Regions from separate parts of the Xenopus tropicalis genome. Here region 1 is linked to region 2. A link is a contact called in public Hi-C data. All regions are on one chromosome and are shown on one strand. The core of a region is the stretch at or near the end of the contact, and the rest is flanking DNA. Distances in the headings are between cores, read along the strand shown.

The links. Hi-C and Micro-C count contacts between places; a contact is called where the count stands out from the background.
Region 1: a contact with region 2 is called in a Hi-C map of gastrula embryo, with 2.5 times the contacts expected there. The contact joins the promoter of nsd1 here to the promoter of LOC100493455 in region 2. A contact is called at or near these places in 3 of 5 Hi-C or Micro-C datasets (gastrula embryo, neurula embryo and tailbud embryo).

The regions. Positions count from the first base shown.
Region 1 is chr3:46,244,093-46,250,170 of UCB_Xtro_10.0, forward strand. It overlaps nsd1 (histone-lysine N-methyltransferase, H3 lysine-36 and H4 lysine-20 specific), which reads right to left and starts at 2,053. Exons shown (of 23, transcript XM_004912862.4): 1 at 1,733-2,053.
Region 2 is chr3:46,111,770-46,117,596 of UCB_Xtro_10.0, forward strand. LOC100493455 (lateral signaling target protein 2 homolog) reads left to right here and starts at 1,396. Exons shown (of 14, transcript XM_031898841.1): 1 at 1,396-1,586; 2 at 4,394-4,466.

The DNA of each region.
Region 1 (6,078 bases), core at 803-3,302, 130 kb after region 2:
CACAGCTCTGAGGAATATGTTGCAACTTTTTTTTAAACAAGCAATAACAATATGAAGGAATTAAATGAATAGCTGTATAAGGGTATGGTATAACAAATGGGAACAGTCCAAAGCTTGGCCTAGGCCCCTGTGACTACATACTTGGTCATGTGAAACAAAGCCAGACCCAATTACCACTGATAAATTCTTCCCCTACCGGCCAAAATGGCAGTAGTCAGAGGCCTAATAAACGTGCAGCAAATGTCTGGCTCTGCCGGTGCAGACACTGGAACACAATCTCATCTTGGCCGAGGAACATACCATAACCTGGGGAGGGGAGCACGGAAACACAGACAAAACGGGTCTCATCCGCACAACTGTCTAACCTGCGACCCCATCAGCTGTTTGTGAATCACAGCAACCCCACGGAAAGACTCTGGCTGTCGGAGAATGATGGGAATCGAAGTTTAAACACAACTGCAAACCAGTATTGCCAGAGAACTTAATCACATATGCCGGCTTTGTCCCTTTATGTATGCACATGTATCAGTGGGCAATAAATGCATCCCACTATGTGTAATGTAACAATCCCATTCATCCCCACACACTTATAACATGAAACTGCAAATAAGAAATTTCTATGCAAACAGTTGGAGGTCACCGGTAAAAGGAGTCCGGAGACGGAACCGGCCGTGTAACATATTGGTTAGAGAGGAAAAAGACGAATATGGCTCCCCCTGCCCACCCCATGCATGATCCGCCGGTGCAGTGCAGTAGAATGGAGAAAGGTGAATCTATCCATGCAGGGGAGGGGGGGTTAAAGTTTGCAAGCTGTCCAACAAGCAACCGGCCTTACCGTGCGCCTGCCCCTCATCACACTGCGCTAGGCCTGCAGCCCGCCGGTCTCTGCACTACCTCCCCCCGCCGCACAGCACGCAGCGGGCTAGGCTGCCTCTTTCCCTTGCTGGAGGAGGCGTGCGGAGCCTGGGTGGGGGAGGGGACCTTCAGGAGGAGGGTGGTGCTGCTGGTGGGGGTAGTTAGCTAGTGGGGGGAATACTATGGCTCAGGGGTACTATAGAAAGGGCAAGGAAAGCACACTGAGGGGATGGGGTTGGAGAAGGAAGGGTATCTGCCGGGTATGGGAGGTGACTTTGGCTAGCAATCTCACACCTTGTGTCCATCCAGCTGTTGGGCTTCCACTTCACAGTCAATAGGATCTTGGGATTTGTAGTCCAGCAGCAGCAGCAGCTTGAGTGTCACCGTGCAGTGTCCCTTGGGGGTATAAGAGTGGCCTGCGCTAGGTTGTTATTGGTGGGGGTGCGGATGATGTAAGAGAATCTGTAAATATGACATAGTAGTGACAGACAGGAGTGAGTCTGTGTCCTGTGATTGGGGCTCTTGCAAATGACAGCTCTTATGGCGCGCTGCTAATTGATATCCAGAGGGGGAGTCCATTTTACAGAGGGGGCGCACCTAACATTGGGAAGACGTGTAAAGGGGAGTAATGCTTTGTACACTGACCTTAAGTGCATACTGTATTGTAAAGGTCTCCAGATGGTCCCTTCCCTCCCCCCTCCAATCTCAATGACACTGCCCGTGTCACTTACACTGAGAACGGCCCTCGCTCACTCCTCCATCTTAGTTTCTGTGCAGTCCCCCTCCCTAACACTGGGGGCCCTTCTCAACATAACCACACGCCCCTTCATCCTGTCTTATAGCCAAGTAATGGCATTAAATATAGGCTTGCCCTTACCTCCCGCTGAGAAAAACTGCCCCCAGCTGGGACATGGGAGGCATACTATTGACAATGTCAAAATGGCGTCCCGGGCGCGGCCTGGGCTCCTTCCGCCTTCCTTAGCCTGAGCCGGGACTCAGAGACGGCCTGCTCAGTATTAGCGACCCAAGGCGTTAGTAACTTGGTTGGACTAAGCGCTGCGTGTTATGACGAGTACAGGAACAGCTCCCGAAAGGAGAAAAGCTGATTGATTCAAGTAACTCTTTTGCTCAGTCCGTGTTATTGCTATTTAATAACTCATATTGCGGGCTCATAACGTTGTCATACACTAAACTGAACCGGGCTCCCATGCCGCCTCATTACACTGAGCTATTCATAACACCACTGTGCGAACATGTGTTTTATAAAGAAAAGTCGCGCACACACATCTCTTGTTCTGTACTTTGTGCTCGGCCCCCTACAGGAAGCCTGAGGAACTGCTGCGCGTACTGTTAGGCCTTCTGAGCGGTCAAACCTTGCAACTATTATTCATATAGCGAAGACGTATCCTTTACAGATACTATAGATTTTACACGCCAGTCTCTGCCAGAGTGCACCTTATGTTTCAAAGGGGTTCAACTTTGAGTTCAATTTTAATACCATGTAGACTGTAATATTCTGAGACAATTTGCAATTGATCTTAATTGTTTTTATTACTTATGTTTTTTTTTTTTTTTTTTTAAATGTTTCACTTTTTGTTCAGCAACACTCCAGTCTTGAGTTCAGTAGTAATCTGGTTGCTAAGGCTCATATTACCCCAGCAACCAGGCAGTAGTTTCAAAGAGAGACAGAATTATGAATAAAGGAGGGCATAAATAGAAAGATAAGTAATACAAAGTAAGAATAACAATAACATTGTAACCTCGCAGAGCAGTCGTTTTTTGGCTGCTGGGGTCAGTGACCCCCATTCAAAACCTGGAAATAGAAGAAGAAAGCACATAATTAAAAAACTACAAAATAAATAATAAAGATCGATTGAAAAGTTACACTATGGTCAGTTCTATCAGGAGCCAATTAACCTGCCTGTATGGGTTTAGCGTTTGGTACAGGTTTGGGGTCTTTTATCCGGAAACCTGTTATCCAGATAGCTCCGAATTACAGAAAGCCTGTCCCCCATAGGCTCCATTTTAATCAAATAATATAGAATTATAAAATGTATTTCCCTTTTCTCTGTAGTAATAAAACAGTACCTTGTAATTAATCCAAGCTAAGATATATTTATTTCTTATTGGAATTAAAACAATCTTATTGGGTTTAATTAAGGTTTTATTGATTTTTTAGTAGGTGTGGAGATCCAAATTACGGAAAGACCCCTTATCCTGAATACCCTTGGTTGCGAGCATTCTGGATAACGGGTCCTATACCTGTACAAGATTATCTGGAGGAAAGCCAAACGTGTCTGGAGAACATATGCAAACTCAATGAAGATTGTGCCCTGGCTGGAACCATAGTTATAGAACCCCAGAGCAGCAAGGTAGCATACTATCCACTGTGCCACACATTGCCAGTTTACACATCTCCCAGCATCCCCGGAACTAGGATTGACACCTGGATGGTATTTTACCCACCTGGCCAGTGAAATAGATACTTCATCCCAATGCTTTTAATAGGGAAAAAGCATAAATATATAATAGAAAGGCCAGAAATGTTGGCAACCCTACCTTTGACTGGCCACTACACTTACAGGCTCATGTCTGAACACTTAGGGGCCCATTTACTTACTCACGAACGGGCCGAATGCGTCCGATTGCGTTTTTTTCGTAATGATCGGTATTTTGCGATTTTTCGGATAATTGTCGCGACTTTTTCGTTGCCATTCCGAATGTTGCGCAAAATCTGGCGATTTTTTTGTAGCGTTAATACTTGCGCGAAAAGTCGCGACTTTTTCGCAGCTTTCGCGCCGAGTACGAAAGATTCGGATTCATTCAAGCTTCAGTATGGTGACTTTTCTTGGGCCAGGTTGGAGCTGCAGGGTGCCATTGAGTCCTATGGGAGGCTACCAAAATCATGCTAAGTCTGAAAGTTTCGCCCGCCGCTTACGAGTGCTCAATACGAAAAAGTCACGACAAGATACGAGCGCATCGTAATGGCTACAAAAAATTCGCGTTTTTTCGCGCAAATCGTATTGGTAACGTAAAAGTCGCGACAATTTCCGCAAAGTTGTAAAGGCGCCGAAAATTCGCAAAAAATACGAAAAAGTCGCAAAATGTTCGTTTTCCAATCGGAATTTTCCCAATTCGGATTCTAATTCGTGTCTTAGTAAATGTGCCCCATAGTATAGAACAATGTTTACTTCTAATGCAAATTAACATTTTGTTTTTATCTACAATGTGTTTTTGTCCCTCAGAATTCCATGATAAAAATGATGGAGTGCTAGCAAAGATGCACAAAGTGGTCTAGCTGGCCTCTACTTCCCAGAACAGGTATTCATGCATCAGGCATTATGTATAGAACTGGGAGAAAAAGGCAGACGCAGAGCTAGCTGCAAAAAGTGTTTATTAGCAGGCTCTTTAGCAGGTGGGACACATAATGGTCAAGTGATAAGTTGTGTCCATTACAATTGCATGGGATTGCAGTCAGGTGGTTTTTTCCAGGGTAGCCTAGTGTCAAAATGCATTGGACACCATTTTTCTGAGAACAACACCCATTCCTCAATGCTTTAGGCCAGGGATCTGCAGCCTTTTTCACTTGTGAGCCACACACAGATGTAAAAAGTGTTGGGGAGCCACACAAGCATGAAAAAAGTTCTTTGTGGATGCCAAATAAGCCCCATGTGGCCTGCTGGCCTGCAGGAGGCTCTGCTTGGAGTAAGACTGTGTCTCTGTGCTTCCAAAACTTGCCTCCAAGCCAGAAATGTAAAAATGGGCACCTACTTTGAGGCCACTGGGAGCAACATCAAAGGGCATGGTGAGCAACATGTTGCTTACAAATCACTGGTTAGGGATCACTGCTTTAGGCTAATGCCACACCATGTGCATGGCATATATTTTCGGCAAGCCAAAAAATGCTTGGCAAAAATACGCGCCATACTCTCCTACCTGTGCCTGCACCTGAATGAATGGAATACGCTCATGTGCAGGCACACGTAGCTGAAATACGCATAAAACGTGAGAGAATGTGAAGTCTTGCTTTTATGCGGATTTCGCCTACATGTGCCTGCACCCGAGCATATTGCCAAAAATATACGACATATGCATGGTGTGTCATTAGCCTTACAAATCCAAATGGGAAGTACCCAGCAGGCTGATAGCATGGAGCTGTTTGCGGACAATGCTAGCCTGATTTAATGAATTACTCACCTACTCCAGATCTTCTGGTAGATCACAATCTACCTTTTGGGCACCTTTGACTTTATAGATAGCTGTTTGTCCAATAGACCTGTGATCATATAGCTGACTGGTCAGTTATCACTGTTTGCTCTCTATTTATTCAACTGTTATTGTATAACCATGTTCATTAAGCATGCCTTAGAAATAATTTTGACATTTTAACAAAAATTCAGTGGAGTTACAGGCAACACCCATTTACATTTTTTATCCTGTGGCTCAATAATTGTTATAATAATTGTCTTTCAGCAGAATCCTGCCCTGAAATCCATTTTCTTTTTTTCAAAAGAGCAAACAGATTTTTTTATATTTAATTTTGAAATTTGACCTAAGGTAGCCATACACAGGCAGAATTTAGCTGTCAATTGGGGTCCTTCAGACCCCCTTCAGCACCCCTGAAAGGCCTACCTGACCAGCATCTGGCCTAAAATTGGCCAGATCTTGATTGGGCAGGTTTGATTTTCCATTGGATCAAGGACTGCATTGGCTCATTGATGTGGTCCTGACGGCTCCTATTCCGTTCATTTAAATTTGATTGTTTGGCCCTAGGGACAAACGATTGGATTAACCCTTATATCACCAACCTTAGATGGGCATATTGGCTGAGGATCGCCAAAAGAGCAGATCATAACGCGTATGTCCACCTTTACAAAAAGACATTTTCTTACCTTCCCAAGTCCTCAGCCTTGTTAATTACAATCTGAGAAACTTCAGTCTCTCTTTGTTGCTGCAGTTATTTAATATGCAATTCCATTGCGCCACCTATAGGTGAAAGATTATTATTCCAACTATATGGTTGGACAAGAAATGTACAGGTATTACATATGAAGACGACCTTCTCCATACAAAGCACATTTTATATTTATACATACCTAAAGCATATAAAGAATTGTAATTTCTTTCTTTATTTTGTATCCTGAAAAACTGAATTTGGGCATTCCAGCTTTCTTGTCACAAAGCTTTAAATAGGAATTAACACATATTTATTCAAGTGTGAAA
Region 2 (5,827 bases), core at 146-2,645:
GGGGAGATTAGTCGCCCCCGACAAGGGAGATTAGTTGTGCAGCGACTAATCTCCCCATGTGCCACAGCCCTTAAATCTGCTATGTGTGCCTGCACCCGGTCAGACACAATGGCCCTAGGAGCAGTAAACTTTTTGGAGCATAAGGGTGGATTTTCAGCCTGCGTTTATTCACAAGCCGAGAATCGGCTATGTCTGGCAGAAGCCATTAGAGTTATTATTTTATATATATATATGAAAATTAAAAATTCTTCTTAAATATGAAAATCACAAAAAGAAGCAAAATCACAGTTAATTGCGATTATTTGCAAAATAAATAATCGTTGTAGATTTATATTTTTCACTGTTTTTTTTATAAATTGTTAAAAGCACTGGGTGCCCAGTAGCACAATATAAATAAAAATATACTTACAGTAACAATGATAACAATATGTACATGGTACATGGCTGGTTAGAATGCAGTGCAGCAGGGATCATGACTGATTAATGCTCAGTAATGTCTATTTTTGTTACAACTGGTTGGACTGGATTTTTACCACGCTGCTGTGGAACTAATGACATTTGCAGATTCCACAATTGTCTACTAACTCCATATTATTAAGGGATAATGATATACTCTGGCCATTTTTTTTCTTCATATCCTGTTAACATTTAATGTGAAGAGGAATTAGATTTGTAAAAAAAAATCCAGGTCTGGATCATCTTCCTGTTAAATTAGGGTTAGATGACAACCCTGCAACATGTGTCGTTTAATTAACATATTATAGAAGTGCTAAAATGGCCATACCTAACCTTTAATACAGGGCACCTTTAAAAAATGCAGGGCACTCTGAAGTATAAACATTTTAATACTTTCCACCCTAGGCCAGAATGTTTAACCTTTTTTTCTCCGGGGCCCAAAATTACAGTGATAAATTTCTGTCATTTAAATGTAATCAGTTTGCAAATGGTGCCTTCCATTTTCCTCCAGCATTTTATCCCCCAAATCTGTGCTTAGTCATTTGTGCTAAAGTAGGAGAATCTCTAAACACTGTGATGTCAGTAACCACCAGACCTGGAGTGAAATTCAAAATGGTCCCTGGCATTTTATGGACTCAGAGGCCCACGCAGCCCTCCACCAGCCCAATTAAGTGACTGTCAATGGCATCTTACAGCAGCCCCTTTGGCATATGCCAGAATCCACAGACGGCTAGTCTGGGACCAGTAACCTCCACAAAAATTCAAAAGCCCAGTCCTTGGGGTCAGTTCACAAAAGGGATTATTTTGTGAAACCCACCTCCTCCAGAAAGTTTGACTAAGTACATCTTATGCTCACTCACTACAAATGCTTTAGGTCAGTTTTACCATTGGGTGGCAGCAGACATGCTTCACAATGATGTTCTTTTTGTGCTCTCTTGGATTTTGTAACTGGAGATGAGTTATTTGGAAGCAGACAGGTAAAGGCGGAGCCAGGTGAGAAAGACAAAGCAGCAGCCAGGCAAGCGGCATTAAGGAAACAGCAAGGAACTGAGCAGAGAGTGTCACACACTGGGAACCAGGCTTGTACAATGTTACCCTCTGCGGTGAGAAGGTGGCTGAACAAACCAAAGGTAAGAATCCTAATATTATATATTTACTGTTTACTACTGCAAATAGCTTATTGATTTGCTACTAGACCACAAAAGAATAGATTTCCTTTTTTATACTGTATTAGGGGCAGTTAAACCACTCCTTTCTATGACTGTAGGGGGATTTTTTTTTCAATTCTGTTGCACAGGCATGTTGGGCACCAAGCCACTCCTTGATTTTAGCTAAAGAAACAAGGCACTAGTGTTTCTCTCATTTGGGGCACTGCACGAGAATCTTGTGGAAAGTTGCTTAAGTATTGTTAGTGCTTTATATTCTTTTTATTCTCCTTAATTCCTTAGCTTCTTTTTCCTAATGTAAGAATAACAAAACTTCTTACTGATGAATCGCTCAGTTTGTCATGAACACAGCTATTCCTATTGACTGCAATTAGAGCAGACATTCCCTAAACATGTTTATGAGTAGATCTCCAAGTGATTGCATTGTATACTTCAGTTTCCTACAATGCACTGCATGAGTGGGAAGACTCATTAAAAAGAGGCAACTTTCATGCTAGGGGTGCTGCCCGTAACAAAGATTGTTATCACGTTTCATTGTTTTCAATGTGGCAGGCCACATGGACTACAAATGGCAGCAGTTTTCTCCTCATGAAACAATAGTAAGCTACAAATGACTTGTATAATACAACAAAGGAAACATTAGATTAATCTGTTATTAGGTGCCCAGGAAAAAAGAGGGCCAGATCATAGTGATTTGTAGTGCAGCCCACAACTTGAAGTACAGACAGGTTTGTGTTGGAGAAAAGGTTTACATAGGTGGCAGCAGGTCTGGACTGGGCTTCAAAATAGGCTCAGGTATACAGAAGCCCAAAAAGCCCCCAGCAAGTCAACTAAATAGTGACTACCCATGGCAGTTTACAGCAGTACCCTATGGCATTTGCCAGAACCCACAGATTGGGGGGAAGGGTGACTCAGACTCCAGTAAGAGGGCTTATAGCTTCATCACTACTGTGCGGCCTGTAAGCTTAACCTTTGGCTACTACCCCTCTGTAATATCAGTGACCAATTAGGGACAGGTTAAGATGACACCTATGACTGCACTTTGTAAACTAGTCTGGATTAGGGTAGTAAAGAGTGGGTATAAATCTAGTAGGGTGGTATTTTTTCCCAGCCAACTCTTCTCAAGGAGCCGATACAATATATATTTTTAGTACAGATCATATTTCCATGATTCAGTTAGTTTTGTTAAAGGGGTAGTTCACTTTTAATATGATGTAAACATTGATATTCTGAGAATTTGCAATTGGTCTTCATTTTCTATTTCTTATGTTTTTTTCAGTTATTTTGCTTTTTGTTCAGCAGCTTTCCATTAGTTTTTTTGGCAGCTATCTGGTTTTACCCTAGCAACAAGGCAGTGGTTTAAATGAGAGATGGGAATATGAATACTAGAGGGTCTGCATAGAAGGATAAGTAATAAAAAGAATAGCAATAAAACTGTAGCCTCACAGGGCAATAGTTTTTGGAAGAGGAAGGCAAATAATTCAAAAACTATAAAAGATAAATAATGCAGACCAACTGCATAGTTGCTAGAAATAGGGCATTCTATAACATACTGAAAGTTAACTGAAAGGTGAACCACCCTTTTAATGGAGTGGTAAAAGATAACAGTTTTGCAAGACGATGTAAATATTGGCGCTTAGTAATAATTTTAATATTATTCGCATGATCATATTGCTGCTAAAGGGTCAGAATCTATAGATTATATTTACTTTCCCTCAAAAAAAGGACACAGTATTTCAGCTTATACTGATGCACTACTGTTAGCTTGTTAAACAAGGCCTGCTCTGCATATTCAAAATGGTTGCCAACATGCTTATCCGTTCGAAAACATCCAATTTGTTCAAACATGTGGATGACAAAATTATGCTAAATCAGGGGCCATGGGATATGGATATTGAAAGGATGGAGTAAGCACCTCGTAAGCAATATGAACTGCATACTATTTCATCTTCTCAAGGCACATTTTAATAGTGTTGACTGGAGGTGGAAGAAATAATTTGCTAATCTGATTTTCCTAGTGATCAAAATGCTTTGTGTGCCTTTTCCTTAGTGCTCATGCCCATGAGAATTATCTTTAGAAACTGATGTGCAGCACATTAGTTTTTCCACCTTGTAGCATGACGCATCATTTGGCTCCATTAAGCCCAGATACATGTTATTTGGTCTCTAAATGTCCTGTGGATCTTTGCCTTTGGGGATGGAGACAAAGCGTAGTAAAGAAAAAATAGGTTTTGATCAACTAACATGTCACGTCTCCTAGTGCTCACCAGAGAACCTACTACCGCCGGTCCACTGTTACATACATTAGCCATAGTAAGTGCTAAGTTTGTGTTTTATATGTACCTACGGTGGAAATAAGAAAAAGATTATGGAAATTGCTTGCTCCCTGGCTCACTAGGGTTTGGTCCATCAGGATATTATATGTTCTAGCAGGTCACTCAGACCCCGTAGTGGACCATACTGAAATGCACAGCATATTAGCTTCATAAGAATATCAGCTCTAAGGGTATAGGTCATGAGTATGAGCTCTAAGTACAATGACCACACACATTTGTGATCCCCATGACCACCCAGTATGAAATCCCACTATTAAATTTTATTTTCTCTAATTCTATTTCAGATTACTGAACAGCATGTCCATTTTTTGCAAAATGTCATAAAAGTAAAATAGTCAAAAGCAATTTTCATATAATGAATTGATTAGTTTGTTTGGTGACATTGTAATTTCTATTGGTAGCAGTGTCTGACTCACTGCTTTTTATTTTTGGCAGTACTGATTCTGACTGCTGAAGCACTGGAATGTAAACCAACTAATCTACATTGTTTCAAGAGTCAGAACCAGGGGTAAGCACAGAGAACAGAACAAATAAACTAATACCACTTAGTTGCAAATATATACCATATACAAATAATACAAAAATGAAATCCATTGAAATATATTAATATATACTGGAAAGTTGTTTAGAATTACATTTTCTTTAGTTAAGCTATGCTTTTGCATAACATCATGTTCTAGAGCCACCTTGTGCAGCAACAGCAGAATCTAGGCTAATGTTACAGAGTATTTTTACCATGTGACAAGGTTGCAACCTTGCCTCGGGCATCAAATTACCTGTTGCGACAAATAATCACCCCTGGTAACTTTAAGAGTCAAATTTCTACTTTTTAACCATAAATGAGGCACTTTTAGTGATTAGTGTGCACTCTGGGCATATTTCAACACAAATGACACTTAAGTGGTCTGTAATCTGGCTCGTATGTGCAGTGACGGGCAGATGGAGTTATGGCTACTAACTACAAGCACTGTCAGTATTGGTGTTCTCTCCTCCAGTTATTCTCTGCAGGAGAAGAAATTGCAGAGCTTGCCATTGTGGTTAGGATAAACAAGCTTTGCACAGTGTTTAGAAGAGATTTTGGCCTATTGCTCCAGGTTGATTTGCTGTAAGTTGAACAGGTTACTTGCACATTCGTTTTTAAACAGTGACATAGATTCTTAATTGGACTGGGCCATTGAAGGAAATTCATGTTTTTTGTTTTTGAGCCACCCTAACTTTACATTGCCCTTGTATTTCACTGTCCTTTTGTTTTGTCTGAAGCCTCTCTAATTTGCTGCAGGGGGGTGGGGGGTGGAATTCCTTCCTGCCTCCAAGATGGCAATCAGACTAGTCCCTGGATCAACTTGTACTAAGAGCTATCCCCCATAACCCTGTATTCCCTCACTTGTACTGAGAGCTATCTCCCATACCCCTGTATTCCCTCACTTGCTAAGAAGCCATCCAGCCCCTTCTTGAAGCTATATAATGTATCAGCCGGTACAACTGTTTCAGGGAGAGAATTCCATAACTTCACCATTCTCACAGTTAAATATCCTTTCTGAAAATTTAAACGGAACCTCCTTCTTCTAAATAGAGTGGGTGCCCTTGTGTCTGTTGGAAGGACCTACTGGTAAATAAAGCATTAGAGAGGGTATTATATGATCCCCTTATATATGTATACATAGTTATCATGTCACCTCTTAAGCGAATCTATGCCCCTTTCAATACAGCTCAAAACCTTGTTTGCCCTTGCAGCTGCTGCCTGGCATTGCTTGCTACAGCCAAGTTTATTATCTACAAGGACTCCAAGGTCCTTCTCCATTATGGATTTGCCTAGTGCAGTCCCATTAAGGGTATAAGTGGCTTGCATATTTTTACATCCCAGGTGCA